3 separate regions of the Sus scrofa genome follow, and all the other regions are linked to region 2. A link is a contact called in public HiChIP or PLAC-seq data. All regions are on one chromosome and are shown on one strand. The core of a region is the stretch at or near the end of the contact, and the rest is flanking DNA. Distances in the headings are between cores, read along the strand shown.

The links. HiChIP or PLAC-seq counts read pairs in DNA pulled down with a chosen protein or histone mark.
Region 1: an H3K27ac HiChIP or PLAC-seq map of skeletal muscle shows a contact between it and region 2, with 4 times the contacts expected there. The contact joins two enhancer-like sites. A contact is called at or near these places in 1 of 47 Hi-C or Micro-C datasets (embryonic fibroblasts) and 2 of 2 datasets of contacts at active chromatin or transcription factors (alveolar macrophages and skeletal muscle).
Region 3: a contact with region 2 is called in an H3K27ac HiChIP or PLAC-seq map of alveolar macrophages. The contact joins two enhancer-like sites. A contact is called at or near these places in 2 of 47 Hi-C or Micro-C datasets (embryonic fibroblasts and skeletal muscle) and 1 of 2 datasets of contacts at active chromatin or transcription factors (alveolar macrophages).

What each region holds. Positions count from the first base shown.
Region 1 is chr1:4,834,170-4,838,728 of Sscrofa11.1, reverse strand. All of the region lies in intron 2 of QKI (QKI, KH domain containing RNA binding), which reads left to right. Among named protein-coding and RNA genes, the nearest start is that of QKI, 47 kb to the left of the region's middle. Within about 2 kb of position 2,933, at least 2 of the 83 cell types and tissues checked have an H3K27ac peak or open chromatin away from gene starts, as enhancers often do. A contact at or near this core is called in alveolar macrophages and skeletal muscle, where this site is marked.
Region 2 is chr1:4,381,020-4,385,499 of Sscrofa11.1, reverse strand. No RefSeq gene overlaps it. Among named protein-coding and RNA genes, the nearest start is that of QKI, 500 kb to the left of the region's middle. Within about 2 kb of position 3,014, at least 30 of the 83 cell types and tissues checked have an H3K27ac peak or open chromatin away from gene starts, as enhancers often do. A contact at or near this core is called in alveolar macrophages and skeletal muscle, where this site is marked.
Region 3 is chr1:4,853,401-4,857,587 of Sscrofa11.1, reverse strand. All of the region lies in intron 1 of QKI (QKI, KH domain containing RNA binding), which reads left to right. Among named protein-coding and RNA genes, the nearest start is that of QKI, 28 kb to the left of the region's middle. Within about 2 kb of position 1,682, at least 1 of the 83 cell types and tissues checked has an H3K27ac peak or open chromatin away from gene starts, as enhancers often do. A contact at or near this core is called in alveolar macrophages, where this site is marked.

The sequences.
Region 1 (4,559 bases), core at 1,684-4,183, 450 kb before region 2:
TCCAGATTGTGAGATCCCAGTCTGGGATCTGTAATTAATAATACAGATTTTTAGAATTTTTCACAGTACTCACTATAGCTCATAATAATAATCTGTATTAATGGTAGAGCATGAGTTTTAAGTTTCTTTTCTTTTTTTAAAGCTGGTAAATGTTTTATTTTTATTTTTAAACTTTTAAAACCTCAATGAATTTTGCTGTATTTATAGTTGTACAACCATCATCACAACCCAGTTTTACAACATTTCCATCCCAAACACCTGGTTCATCCCTTCCCCCACAACCTGTCTTCTTTGGTAACCATAAGTTTTTCAAAGTCTGTGAGTCAGTTTTTGTTCTACTAAGAAATTCATTGTATCCTTTTTTTAGATTCCACATGTAAGAGATAGCATATGATGGTTGTGTTTCACTGACTGACTTCACTTAGCATGATAATTTCTAGGTTCATCCATGTTGCTGCAAATGCCATTATTTCATTCCTTTTTACAACTGTGTATATGTACCCCATATTCTTTATCCACTCCTCTGTTGATGGACATTTAGGTTGTCTCCGTGTCTTGGCTACTGTATATAGTGCTGCAGTGAACGTTAGAGTACATGTATCTTTTCCAGTCATGGTTTTCTCCCGGATAGATGCTCAGGAATGGAATTGCTGAATCAAATGGTAATTCTATTTTTGAGTTTTTTGAGGAATCTCCATACTGTTTTCCATAGTGGTTGCACCAAGTTTACATTCCCATCAACAGTGTAAGAGGGTTCCCTTTTCTCCACACCCTTTCTAGCATTTATTGTTTGTTGACTTTTGATGTTGGCCACTCTGGTTGGTGTTGGTGTAAGGTGGTACCTCATAGTGGTTTTGATTTGCATTTCTCTAATAATTAGTGATGTTGAACATCTTTTTGTGTGTATTTTGGCCACCTGTATGTCTTCTGTGGAGAATTGTCTGTTTAGATCTACTACCCATTTTTTGATGGGGTTGTTTGGTTTTTTTGGGTATTGAGCTGCAGGAGATGTTTATGTATTTTGGAGAGTAATTCCTTGTCAGTTGCTTCATTTGCAGATATCGTCTCCCATTCTGTGGGTTGTCTTTTCCGTTTTGTTTGGGGTTTCCTTTGCTGTGTAGAAACTTTTAAGTTTAATTAGGTACCATTTATTTATTTGTATTTTTATTGTCTTGACTCTTGGAGCTGATATTGGTATGGTTTATGTCAGAGTGTTTGGTTAAGTCTTTATTTTGAGTTTATTTTTGTGTATTGTGTTGGGGAGTATTCTAATTTCATTCTTTTACATGTAGCTGTCCAGTTTTCCCAGCACTGCTTACTGAAGGGACTGTCTTTTCTCCATTGTATATTCTTGCCTCCGTTGTCATAGATTAGTTGACTGTTGGTGTGTGGATTTAAGTTTCTTTTCATTTTATTTCTCTTGGGCTTGCAAATAAAATTTGGTTCATCATAGCTTCTGAGTTAATATTTGCTTTTATTAGTGGTTGTCTGTTTCTCAAGATTGTCACCTGCAGATTGGTTGTTGAACTGACATTTGTTTTAGAGGAGCTCTGAGAAAAGAAAAGGGGTCCATGCAGTTGGTTATCGCCACTTGGGCCTTTGTTGCTTTGACTCTTGGAATTTCTTATCATGTTATAAGATGTAAACTACTTTCTCTGTGTAAACTTGATATATAGACTACTTTGATTTTTGTTCTTCTAAAAAAACAAATGGACATTAAGTCAAAATTTAATGATGTACAAAATCTCTTTCTCAGTACCTAGGGGTTAAGCTTTGAATTTTTGCCAGGATATGATCTTAGCTAAGTGAAATATTTTGTTTTATTCTCTCTTCTTCAATAGTTTATATAGGAAATTGAAACTGTTAAAGATAGATTGTTGATTTGAAGAAGGTTGGATACATATTTTTATTGAATGAAGTTGTGAAGTGTTTCAGATTATATTTTGACCTATTAGAGTGTTTTTAGCAGTACAATTTGATAATACAGAGCATATCTTTCAAGTTTTAGGTAGAGAACTGTTACTGTTAACTTAGAATTTTAAACAGATCAATTTAGTGAAGGTCAGTTTCTTTGTGAAGTTTCCTTTCTCTCTGCAAGAGTACCTTGAGGGCCTGTCGGTACCAAATATTTAATAGGCTCTATATGGTCTGAAATATACTCAGTTTCTTAGGATGTTAATAGAAATTATTCCAAAAAGAATTTAAAGACAGTCTGAAAACAATAAATATGTTTAGCTCAGGTTTTTTCAAAGTTAAACAGTTTCAAAAATAAGCCTTCCCAGAGTCTTAAAATGTGGATGCTTGCTTTTGTAAGTAATATATTTTGATATTAAAAAGGACTACTGTCTAGAAGAAGTAATTAAAAGATGGAGTTAGTTTTTAGGGAAGAATTAGTGCTTGTAAGCAAATGTTTTCCAGGCTCAGCTGAGATAGAAAGTTTCACCAAAAAGAATTTGTTAGGGTTTGCTTTTTTAACATTCTTGTTACAAAGGATTTATAGAATCAGTTGGAAGCCTAATCACAGATATCAACCTCCATATCTCTAAGATTCTCACTGAAATAACCACAGGAATATAATACAAAAATTGGAGAGACACCTGCTTCTAAGTTTTATTGTGTGTTTCTGGTAGATATTAAAGGAAATCTCAAGGTGCCGATCTGTCTTTGGCCCGTCTTGAGAGAGCAGTGTCTCCTGGATGTGAGTGAAGCAGTCAGTAACAAAATCTTCCTGATCCTAACCCCGCCCCTTCCACAGCGGACAGATGAAATGGGGTGTTGTGTCACTGGAGCTTGATCACCTGTTTTTGTGCCTGGCTAACAGAATGTAGTAATTAAAAACTGCTGTAAACTGAGTTGTTTTTAAAACGTAGGATCATTGAAGCAGGGTAATAAAAGCCACTTACCAGTAAGTCAGTCAGATGTAACTAAAATTTGTGCCAAAAAGAGCAGATCTCTTTAAGAGCTGAATTAGTCTTTTGGAACAGTGTATGAGGTTGACAGTTATGCAGCAAAACTTAAGTTATCAATTTCAAAGAGCCTTAGATTATATTTGTAATCTCTGGTCAGAACTGCTTATGTATTTGATTTCCAGGAGTCTGAGATAATACTTGTAAGCTCAGTCTTGACTCAGATAATTGTATTCGTATGTGTGTCCCCCCTCCCGCCCCCGTTGCACATATTTGTTGAATTATGTGGATGAAATAATAATCACGTAAACTTTTTTTCGTTCATATAAAAAGTTCAATTAAGGTCAAAAAGATGTATGTGTTGATTATCAGCTCAGTGATCCCAATCAAGAGAAGACAGGTGAAAATATTGCAAAAGTAAGGTGTGGTTTTGTGAAAGTAGTGTAGTAATAATTTTTGTGATGTAGTTAGAAAAGAAATTATCAAAATATAATTGCACTCATTCTGAAAGTAGATCTGAATCTGAAGAGGGTTTTTATAAACTTTGTACTAAACGTTTTGAATGATTAACAAGAATGAGAAAACTAAATATGTGTATCTGGTATGATCAGGGTGTGTGTTGAAGGGCTTTGGAAGAGAGGCATGATATACTGATTAAGTGTCTGAACTCTATTCAGTCTAGGTGTTCTAGGATTTGGACGACTTTTGTAACTTCTCAGGTGTTAAATGTGGGTGACAATAGTAAATACCTTCTAGTGTTGTGAGGATTAAATGACTTAATGCCTGTAAAGTGCCAAGCATAGAACTGGGCTTTTACTGGAAGGCTCGTAATAAAACATACTTCAGCTTAGTCAACACCTAAGATGTGTTGAATGACATAGTCCTTGCACTCATGATAGTTCCGTATTGAAATGGAAAGTGGAAATAATAGTGATTTTGTTTCTGTGACATCATTGACTCTGTCATTTAGAATTTATCCTGAGATCAGTCAGGCTCACCATTTAGGAAATTTGTTTGGTGTGTTCTTACTAAAGAAATGTGTGTGCTTCCTATGCTGCCTATAACATTTATCTAGTGATTGAACTTTTTACTGAGAATTAAAAATCATTGTGTGATTTCTGTGAACCCTTTTAAATTGTATTATCCAACAATCAATATATATGTTTCTTCTCTGCTGTATATGTGTGAGGCACTGTAGATGATAAATCAAACAAACAAAAAAGAGATGCTGGTTTCTGACTTCAAGGAATACCCTGCAAAAAACCATGCAGATCATTGCATACTATGTGGCAGAGGGCTGTAAGAAGTGGGTACAAAGTATTCTGAGATCTTTACTTTGCAAGAAGAAAGAACTGTCATTAGGAATCAAGAGAACACACAGATATCACAGAAGGAACACTTGAGCTCAATACACTGTGATGAGGATTTGACATGTTTGGTGGGAAGGAAGGAGAAAGAAAAATGTTACAGGGAACGAAAAATTTGAGGTACCTGTGAACATGTGTGTGAACAAAAGGGTAATAGCAAAGATAAAGGTTTGAAGGTTAGGGATTTCTTAAAGGGCCTTGTGTTTGTACCTTACACTGTCAAAAATATTGTCATCTCTTTGTGTCGTAAAACCCTTGTTGGCTTTCATTGTTTTAATGTTCTAAT
Region 2 (4,480 bases), core at 1,765-4,264:
TTTGAAGGTGGCTTATTATAAATTTCCATGTCATTGGTGAATATTGTTCAAAGTAAAAAATAAAGTATAATATCCAGATCTATTGGGCAAAACCAATGGTATGACATTGTACTTTAGAGCCATAGATATTTTTATTCATGATGCCTCTTTCTTATTACCCTTATATTTCATCCTCAGTAGGGCCCATATTTAAGCACATAAGAGCCTTAAGAAATGCAAATGCTTTGAAGTTCATGGCCATGTAAGAGCTCTAAGGCTTCGGGTCATGAGAAGAAATCTCATCTTTCCATGGCGGTAAAATGTACCTTAGACCAGCTCACTGTTTTTGGTAAGTAGGCAGGGCTTCCGGAAGCTTCTGGTGGTTCCTACTGATTTTCCTGCCCCACCACCTACTGTTCAGCACCCATGTCTCCCAGCCTTTTAGTCTGTAAAATTTCTGATCCATGAGAGCAAATCACAGGGGAAAAGGTGAAGTTATAAATCAGGGAGCAGGGCAGAGGGGTGGGGCAAAAAATGATGCAAATACTTGCCCAAATTATGCCCATGACCCCAAAATGCACAGGTATAAATGGCTGGGCTGTCTTTTTCATATTCCTAAATAGCGCCTTTAGCGAAATCCTTGTGAAAATGACTGAGCGAGACTGTCTACGGTTTGCATTGGAAAAGCTTTTTTTTTTTTTAAAGACCGTTAAAACTATTTTTTAAAGGCAAAATAGTTTTGTTTGTGGGATTTAACCAACATCAAGATGCTGTTTTGAAATCGGTTTAAACACATTCTAATTCATGATAAAGAGGAGCAATTCCAGCATGAGGCCAAAGATTCCTAGACCGAATTATTTTTGTGTTTTAAGCAAGTTCCCTGACCTTGGTGTCTGGAGCCCGCTGGAAATCTTAGTGGCCTAACCTTCTCTGGGCCTTTTGGGCTGTGTGGAGGGCACTCCCACCTGCTCCAATGGTCAAGTTATGTATTTCTTCCCAACTCTGTACTCAGTGACCTCACATGGGGTTTGAAATTGGCCATGGTTGGAGTGTTTATACTACAGATGTTGGAAAATTCTACAAATCGCAATTTTATTCCCTGGATTAATATTAAATATTTGCCAGAATATCTGTATTTATATATTTTTCTTTTTTGGGGGACCATACCGTTAGCATACAGAAGTTCCCTGGCTTGGGGCTGAATCGGAGCTACAGCCACAGCCACAGCAACACGGGATCTGAGCTGTGTCTGCAACCTACATCACAGCTCATGGCAACATGGATCCTTAACCCACTGAGTGAGGCCAGGGATTGAACCTGTGTCCTCGTGGATACTAGTCAGGTTCATTACCACTGAGCCACAACAGGAGCTCCATGTTGCTAGATATTTAGGACACTTCTGTCTGAAAACTCTGGGGTGGTCTGCGTCTATGGAGCAACTTGCTTTTAGCTCTTAGTTGCCACTAACTCTTTGACCTAAACTCCAGAGAATCGGATTTGGTCTCCGAGCCCTCCGTGCTGGGTTGGATGGGCTGTGGGTCTGGGGAGTGGCAGATGTGGGTTTCTGATGACTCTGTGGCTCTGTCTCCTCGCTTTCAGCAGGACGCTGTTATTCCACCCAGATCCTCATGCTGGCTGCTGGAAACAGCCAACCTTCCTTGGGTGAGGAAGGCTCAGAGCAGTGGAACCCTCTCCCCATGGCCACGTTTTCCAGTGAAAGGTGAAAGGGAAAGGTCCCTTTGTGGGAAAATGTTATTATTTTCTTAAGTTATGCTGTTTTTTCCCCAGTCTGCCTTTGGCACACAGTTTACAGTATACATGTAGCATTCATTCCAACAAGCACTTCCCTGGGACAAAATGAAATCCAGGAGAGTATAGAGTATGTGGGAGAAACATCTTTACATGACACTGACTTATAACGAAATCACAATGCTGGATGAAAACCATCTCATTCTCAGAAGCATCCACATTTATGGGAAAATGAGAGTGCAGTGCCCTTGTCTCATATAGAGTTTCTTTACAGAGAGAGTTTTGGCGTTTCACTAAAGGAATGGTAAAGGTTTGACTGCTTGACTGGTGAAATGTTGTGTGTGTGTGTGTGTGTGTGTGTGTGTGTGTGCACATGTGAGGGTGTTTTACACACAAACTCTCCTGAGGCTTGGGAAGGAATAAATTGTTCCACCCTCCTGCAAATGTCATAATTTATTAGCCACTTGCACCTGCCGTGCTACAGATTTCTTTCCCAGTGGAAATAAACACCCCTCCAAGCAGCCACCCTCTCTGGTGCCTAAGGCAAGAGTGAAAAGCTTTGTGTGTCCACTTAGTCTGTTTTTTATTTCTGACCCTCTTGTCAGGGTACTTTATTTGTCATCTTTCCCACTATTCTGGCTAAAGTGGTGCTGCTTTCCGTTAGAATCAGAAGTTTTTTTTTTATCTCTTTATAACCTAATTTGTAAGTGTTTAAAACACTGTTTTGAGGGGGAAGATGGGGAGGGCAAGATGGGAAAAGAGAAAATAACCTAGATTACGGACGTGAACTTCGCCAATGTACCCTTGTGCTTCCTTCCTTTGGGGAGATTATTTTTAAAGAGTTGTATTTGTCCATCTCAGTATGAGTCACTTATGTCACGGACTTTCAGTTTTACTTTCACAGTTTGGGTTTTTTTCCTGCACTATTTTTGATAGAACTCTAGCATCCTTGAGTTGCCAATCGCGTAGGGAAACTTTTAAGTTTTTGAAATTGTTTTCAGTATAAGTCATAATTATTTTATATTTTATTTTATAAAAATACTCCTTGGTTTCTGTTTTTTCCCCTGTTGGGACCTCTTAGCTATATTTGAAAATGTACACATGGCAACACCTAATAATAAAATTCTGAGCACTGATTTCTCTCATGGCAACATTCTTGAACCATGATCATACTTTTGTAATGCTGTGTCCTAACAGGCCAGATGACATTTCCAGCTTGTTAGTCGTTGAGACATCTTAACCTTGAACCGCCTTCAGGTCCTTCAGGGTCAGCACTAGCAGACAGAGCCCCCTGCTGGAATTTCTGGGGACTGGATTGCCAGGGAAAACGTGAGGGTCTCTAGAGAGCTGGGAGACCAGGAGGTCAAATTATAACCTATGCTGTGAAAAAAAATGGATGACATGCTTTTGACTAACAGCAAGAGTTAATATCTCAAGGAATGTTTTTCAATAGCTCGTCATGTCCTTTTGAAAGTTTGGGTGATAAACACAGAGACTCTGATCTCTTTAAATCAGACTGTTTCTCAGATTAGTATTTCTTGAGGAATATTCTTCAGAGATGCAGGAAGAAATGGTGTCTTATCCTTAAGAACGTTTTGAAAATGGTGAATTAAATACAATAAAACATGATTCTTTCTTGCAGAACTTCTCAGAGCCTTTAAGAGGAAAAGATTATTTCAAACAACACACAGAATTTTCCCTAAACTTGTTCGGCTGTGGACCTTTATGGTGTGATACTTTATGAATATTTTGGGAAGTGCTTTGTAGACTATCAGTGTAGGAAATCTACTCTTTTCTTCTAAGAGTTCTGTTTTGAAGAATATTTTACTTCAATTTTATTCTAAATTTACCAGAGTATATAAAATTGAAGCCTACTTCTTATCAATATTTTTTTACTGTTGTTTTTAACTGTGCTGAGAGATACAGCACTTAGTGATTCCTTTTTAAAAATTCATCTTGAACTGAATTCATCTTGAGTGTTTGTCCTAATCTTATCAATATCTTTGTTTAGACCTAGGTTCATTCATACATTATAGAGATTAGCTTTCCTTAGCTTCTATATACATGCTTTGTTTTAACAACTGGCAGTTTTTGTTTTTGTTTTTGTTTTTTTTAAATAAGACTTAAGAGGCAAATGTAGGCAAATGAAGTATTGATTCTGTATTGGAAAAAAAGTGACCTGGTCATATACAGATATTATGAGAACAAACCCTTCCCATAAAATCAGAAAAGTAAGGTATCTTATTTTTATTAGGATTATATGGTTTTCTCTTGAAGTCTCCTACTTTAAAAATATTCCTTTGGGATCATAAACTGATCATTTTGTAACTGTGACAGAGCAAAAGGGATCCTTACCAGAAAACACAAAATGGAATGAGAAATTTTTAATTTTGCAGGATGCCCGGTTTGAAATATTTCCAAAGTTCTGATTGTTTAGATTACCTTTGAATAAGCAAGTGTTCTTGTCTAATGCAGATCTTCTGTGTCTCTGAGGCCCCTGACTACTTATCCTATCACCTAAAATGCTCACACCCAGTAAACTGTTCTTAGTTCAGACTCCAGGAGCCTTTCTATTCTTGTTAGCTTCTAGAAGAGAATGCCTCCACCCCCCGCCCCCCGCCCCTGGTCCACTGGCACAGCCCCAGCCTTGTTCTCTGGAGCACAGCGTCACGTGGATTCTCTTCTGTTTAATTTAGGCCACTGCAAAATGTGGCATAACAACGTGGTCAGAATTATTAGGGTCATGAAGTGC
Region 3 (4,187 bases), core at 433-2,932, 470 kb before region 2:
ATTTAGATATTTGGAATATAGCAAATGGCAAAAATAAAGCTGTCTTCACTCTTAGAGTTTACATTGTTTTGTTAGGAGATAGGCAGTAAGCAATTAAATACATTCTGTGCTATACTAGGCAATATGAGTTATGGGAATACATTGAACAGGATGAAGGGTATCGTAGCATTCTGGGTGGATTGGAGGTGGCGAGGCAAATTGCAGTTTTAAATAGAGATCTGAGTGGGCCTTGTTGAGAAATTCACATTAGAGCAGAGATTTGAAGAAGATAATAGAGTGAGCCATGCTGCTCTCTGGGGAGAATGAATAGCTTTCTAGGGGAGAGTCGAGTCGGTGTAAAACTGTGAGGTCAGGACCCTCAGTTCCTTGTGTGGGTGCAGCTGTAGCTGTGAATGAGGGATGGGTAGATTAGTTAGAAGAGTAGGTCAGGAAGGTATGAGGGGAGAGTGAAGGGGAGCCTTTGTGGGTGCTGTGGGCCCTCATAGAGCTTTGTCAGAACCTGGGCCTTTACACTAACTGCAGTGGGAAATCAGAGCAGTGGTTCTTAAATGTGATCTGGCTTTGGGAGTTTGTGAGTTATTTTCATGATAATGTTATTTGACTTTTTCACCCTCATTCTTGCATGAGTGTTTGAGTTTTCTAGAGGCTATGTACTATGTGATACCGCAGCAGATTGAATTGAGAAGAAGATAGGAGAACCCCATTTTCTCTATTAAGAAAGACATTTAAACAATGTGCAAAAATATAAAACTGCCTCTCACTATTCTATTATGTTGGAAAATATATTATTTTCCATAAAAAGTTTTCTATAACATGTAATAGGGTTTACTGTTTTTAAAAGTGAATCGAAAGTAATTTAAACACTTTGCAATTTTGATTTCTATTATAGTAAGTGCTAATAGATATAAACCTTACAAACACATACTCTTTAGACTTCTTGTAGTAATATTTTAATCGTGGAGTCCTGAGATCAGAAATTTTGAAAATAGCTCTATTAGAGGGTTTTGAGCAGAGCAGTGACATATCAGAGTTGATAGGCTAACTCTGAAAAATAGAGAATAGATTGACAGGGGCAGTGGTGGAAACAGAGAAACCAGGAGGGTTATTTTAGTTACTGACAAGGTGAGAAATGATTGAGGCTAGAACTAGGGTGGCAGAGGATGAAGGGGTGAGAAGTGAGATTCTGGATATATTTTAAAAGCTAAGTGAGTATATAGTACTTGCCAGTGGTTTGAACGTGATGTGTGAGAGAACAGATTGGCCATTTTCTGAGATCAGGAGGAACAGGTTTGAGGCATAGATGAGTTTGATTTTGAATGTGTTAAGGTTACATATTTAGAAGGCAGTTGGATACAGGTGTTTGGAGTTCAGGGAGAGGGTTTGTCTGGAATGTCCTCAACCAGGGCTTTTGCTGGATTATATTGGTAATATTTATCTATGATAGCAATTTAGCTTCCATTGTAATGAATTAAAGTTTTATAATCCCAGAAAGAGTGCTGTGTCTGGCATTTAAAAAGCTCACATTAAAATATTTTCCAAGAACATTGTTATGTGACAGTAGAATGTATACTTTAAGAGTCAGTAAAAATGTCGCACATGGACTTCTGCCAGTAGCATATGTAATGTTACTTAGATTGCGGTTTCTTTTCTTCTTTTTTAATGGCTGGCACCAACAGCATGTGGAAGTTCCCAGGCCAGGGACTGAATCTGAGCTGCAGCTGTGACCTCCACTACAACTGTGGTAATACCAGATCCTTTAACCCCCTGCACCGGGCCAGAGATCCAACCTACGCCTCTGCAGAGACGTGAGCCCATGCAATTGGATTCTTAACCCACTGCACCATAGCAGGAACTCTAGATTTCCTGAATCCAGTTCTTTGTAAAGTAAAACAGCTTGGGTTTAATTAAAGGGGATCATATTGTTTACCATATTAAAATAATATTTTCAGTACCAGTTATGTTGAATTTGAGGGTGCTGTATATATTGCTTCTGTTACAAAGATGAAAGTTTCATTTATTTTTTTTTTTGTCTTATGTCCTTTTAGGGCCACACCTGCAGCATGTGGAGGTTCCCAGGCTAGCGGTCTAACTGGAGCTGTAGCTGCTGGCCTACACCACAGCCACAGCAACGCCAGATCCGAGCCACATCTGCGATCTATACCACAGCTCACGGCAACACCGGATCCTCAACCTACTGAGCGAGTCCAGAGATCGAACCTGCAACCTCATGATTCCTAGTCAGATTCATTTCTGCCGGACCACAATGGGAACTCCGAGTTTTATTTTTTAATTCAATCTTAATACTTGCTATAAAAGGACTTTTCTGAATATTGTGTATTGTAGATTGTTTATTATGGCTTAAAAAAACCTCTCCCTAGCTTTTTCCTAGTATGAGGGATTTCTCTTGTATTTGAGCTGCTGTAACATCTGTGAATGTCATTTGCCATTCATTTGCTTTAGTTTATGGAATTAGGTGATGCTCAAATAAAATGAATTGTGTGATTACATATCTTAGGCTTTTCCTGCATTGAGCTTAGGTGGAGTTTGGAATACAGTTGAAAAGGATAATTAAAAATCAAAGAAATTGTTAGCTAGGAAAAGTACATCATCTCTCCCCCTTACACAGACATAATTGCCTCAACGTTTTGGGAATCTTGTTTCATTTTCACTCTGGTTTACCAAATTCCTTTTAAAGCCCTAAGGGATTTGGAGTTTGAAGAGAATAAAATACATAGAGACAGTGTCACCTTTCCAAATACAAATATGTAGAGCCTGGTTACATGAGGATTTAGTGCTTTACAAAAATATCATTTAAACTGAGTCCTAGGGGGAGTTCCCATTGTGGCTCAGCAGAAACAAACCTGGCTAGTATCCATGAGGATGTGGGTTTGATCCCTGGCCTCGCTCAGTGGGTTAAAGATCTGGCATTGCAGAGAGCTGTGGTGTAGGTTTCAGATGTGGCTTGGATCCTGTGTTGCTGTGGCTGTGGTGTAGGCTAGCAGCTGCAGGTCTGATTTGACCCTTAGCCCAGAAACTTCATATGCCTCAGAAGTGATCCTAAAAAAAGCAAAAAAAAAAAAAAAAAAAAAAACCCAAACCAAAACCAAACCAAACCAACCTGAGTCCTGGTGCCCAGTAGTTTGACATTTTGGAATGTGTAATTCTGAAAAGAGTAGGATTGTCTGAGGTTCTCTCAATTGGTCATTGTATTTATATGCTCTTTTTTCGTGGGATATTGATACAGAGGGAACACAGAATGGGCTTCTCTCTGAAGAAACAGGAAGGTACATTCCTAATTGATAAACTTTTAGAACTAGAAGAAACTAGTTGTGATCTGGTCTAATCTCATTTTACAGAGTAGGAAACTAAGACCCAGAGGGTTAAGTTTAAGCTGCACAACTATGTTTTGCAGAAAGTCAGAATTAAAATCCAGATTGTGTAAACTGAAGGCTAGTGCTTTTTTTCCCTTTGTGCATGCAGTACTTAGATTCACTTTCTGCAGAAAGGTCATTTTTATGGATTTTAATCTTTTTCCATGTTAATTTTTAAGGAGGGTTTGAAGTGCATGTGTTTTTTTTTTTTAATTGTATAGCACAGGAAACTATATCCAATCTCTTGTGATAGAACATGATGGAAGATAATATGAGGAAAAATGTATTTATGTATGACTTGGTCACTTTGCTGTAAGCAGAAATTGACACAATATTGTAAATCAACTATACTTTAATAAAAAATTTTTTAAAAAATTTTCCCTTCTTTTTAGGGCTACACCTGCGGCATATGGCAGTTCCCAGTCTAGGGGTCAAATCAGAGCTGCAGTAGCCAGCCTATATACCACAGCCACGCCAGATCTGAGCCTCATCAGCCTTTGACCTACCCTGCAGCTTGTGGCAACACTGGATCCTTAACCCACTGAGTGAGGCCAGGGATCAAACCCGCATCGTCATAGTTGCTAGCCAGGTTCTTAACCCTCTGAGCCACAATGGGAACTCTGAAAAAAAATTTTTTAAGCACTATGAAATCTAGAAAAAAAAAAAGTGAATATATATTTTTTAAGTAGTATCTGTTAAAGAAAATTAAAGAAATTATTTAAATTTTTTAATTTTTGAATTAAGCTACTTTAAATAAATTTGAGATCCTCAGTTTTATTGTTAAGCAGGCATTTCCTTTTTTTTTTTTTTTCCCTA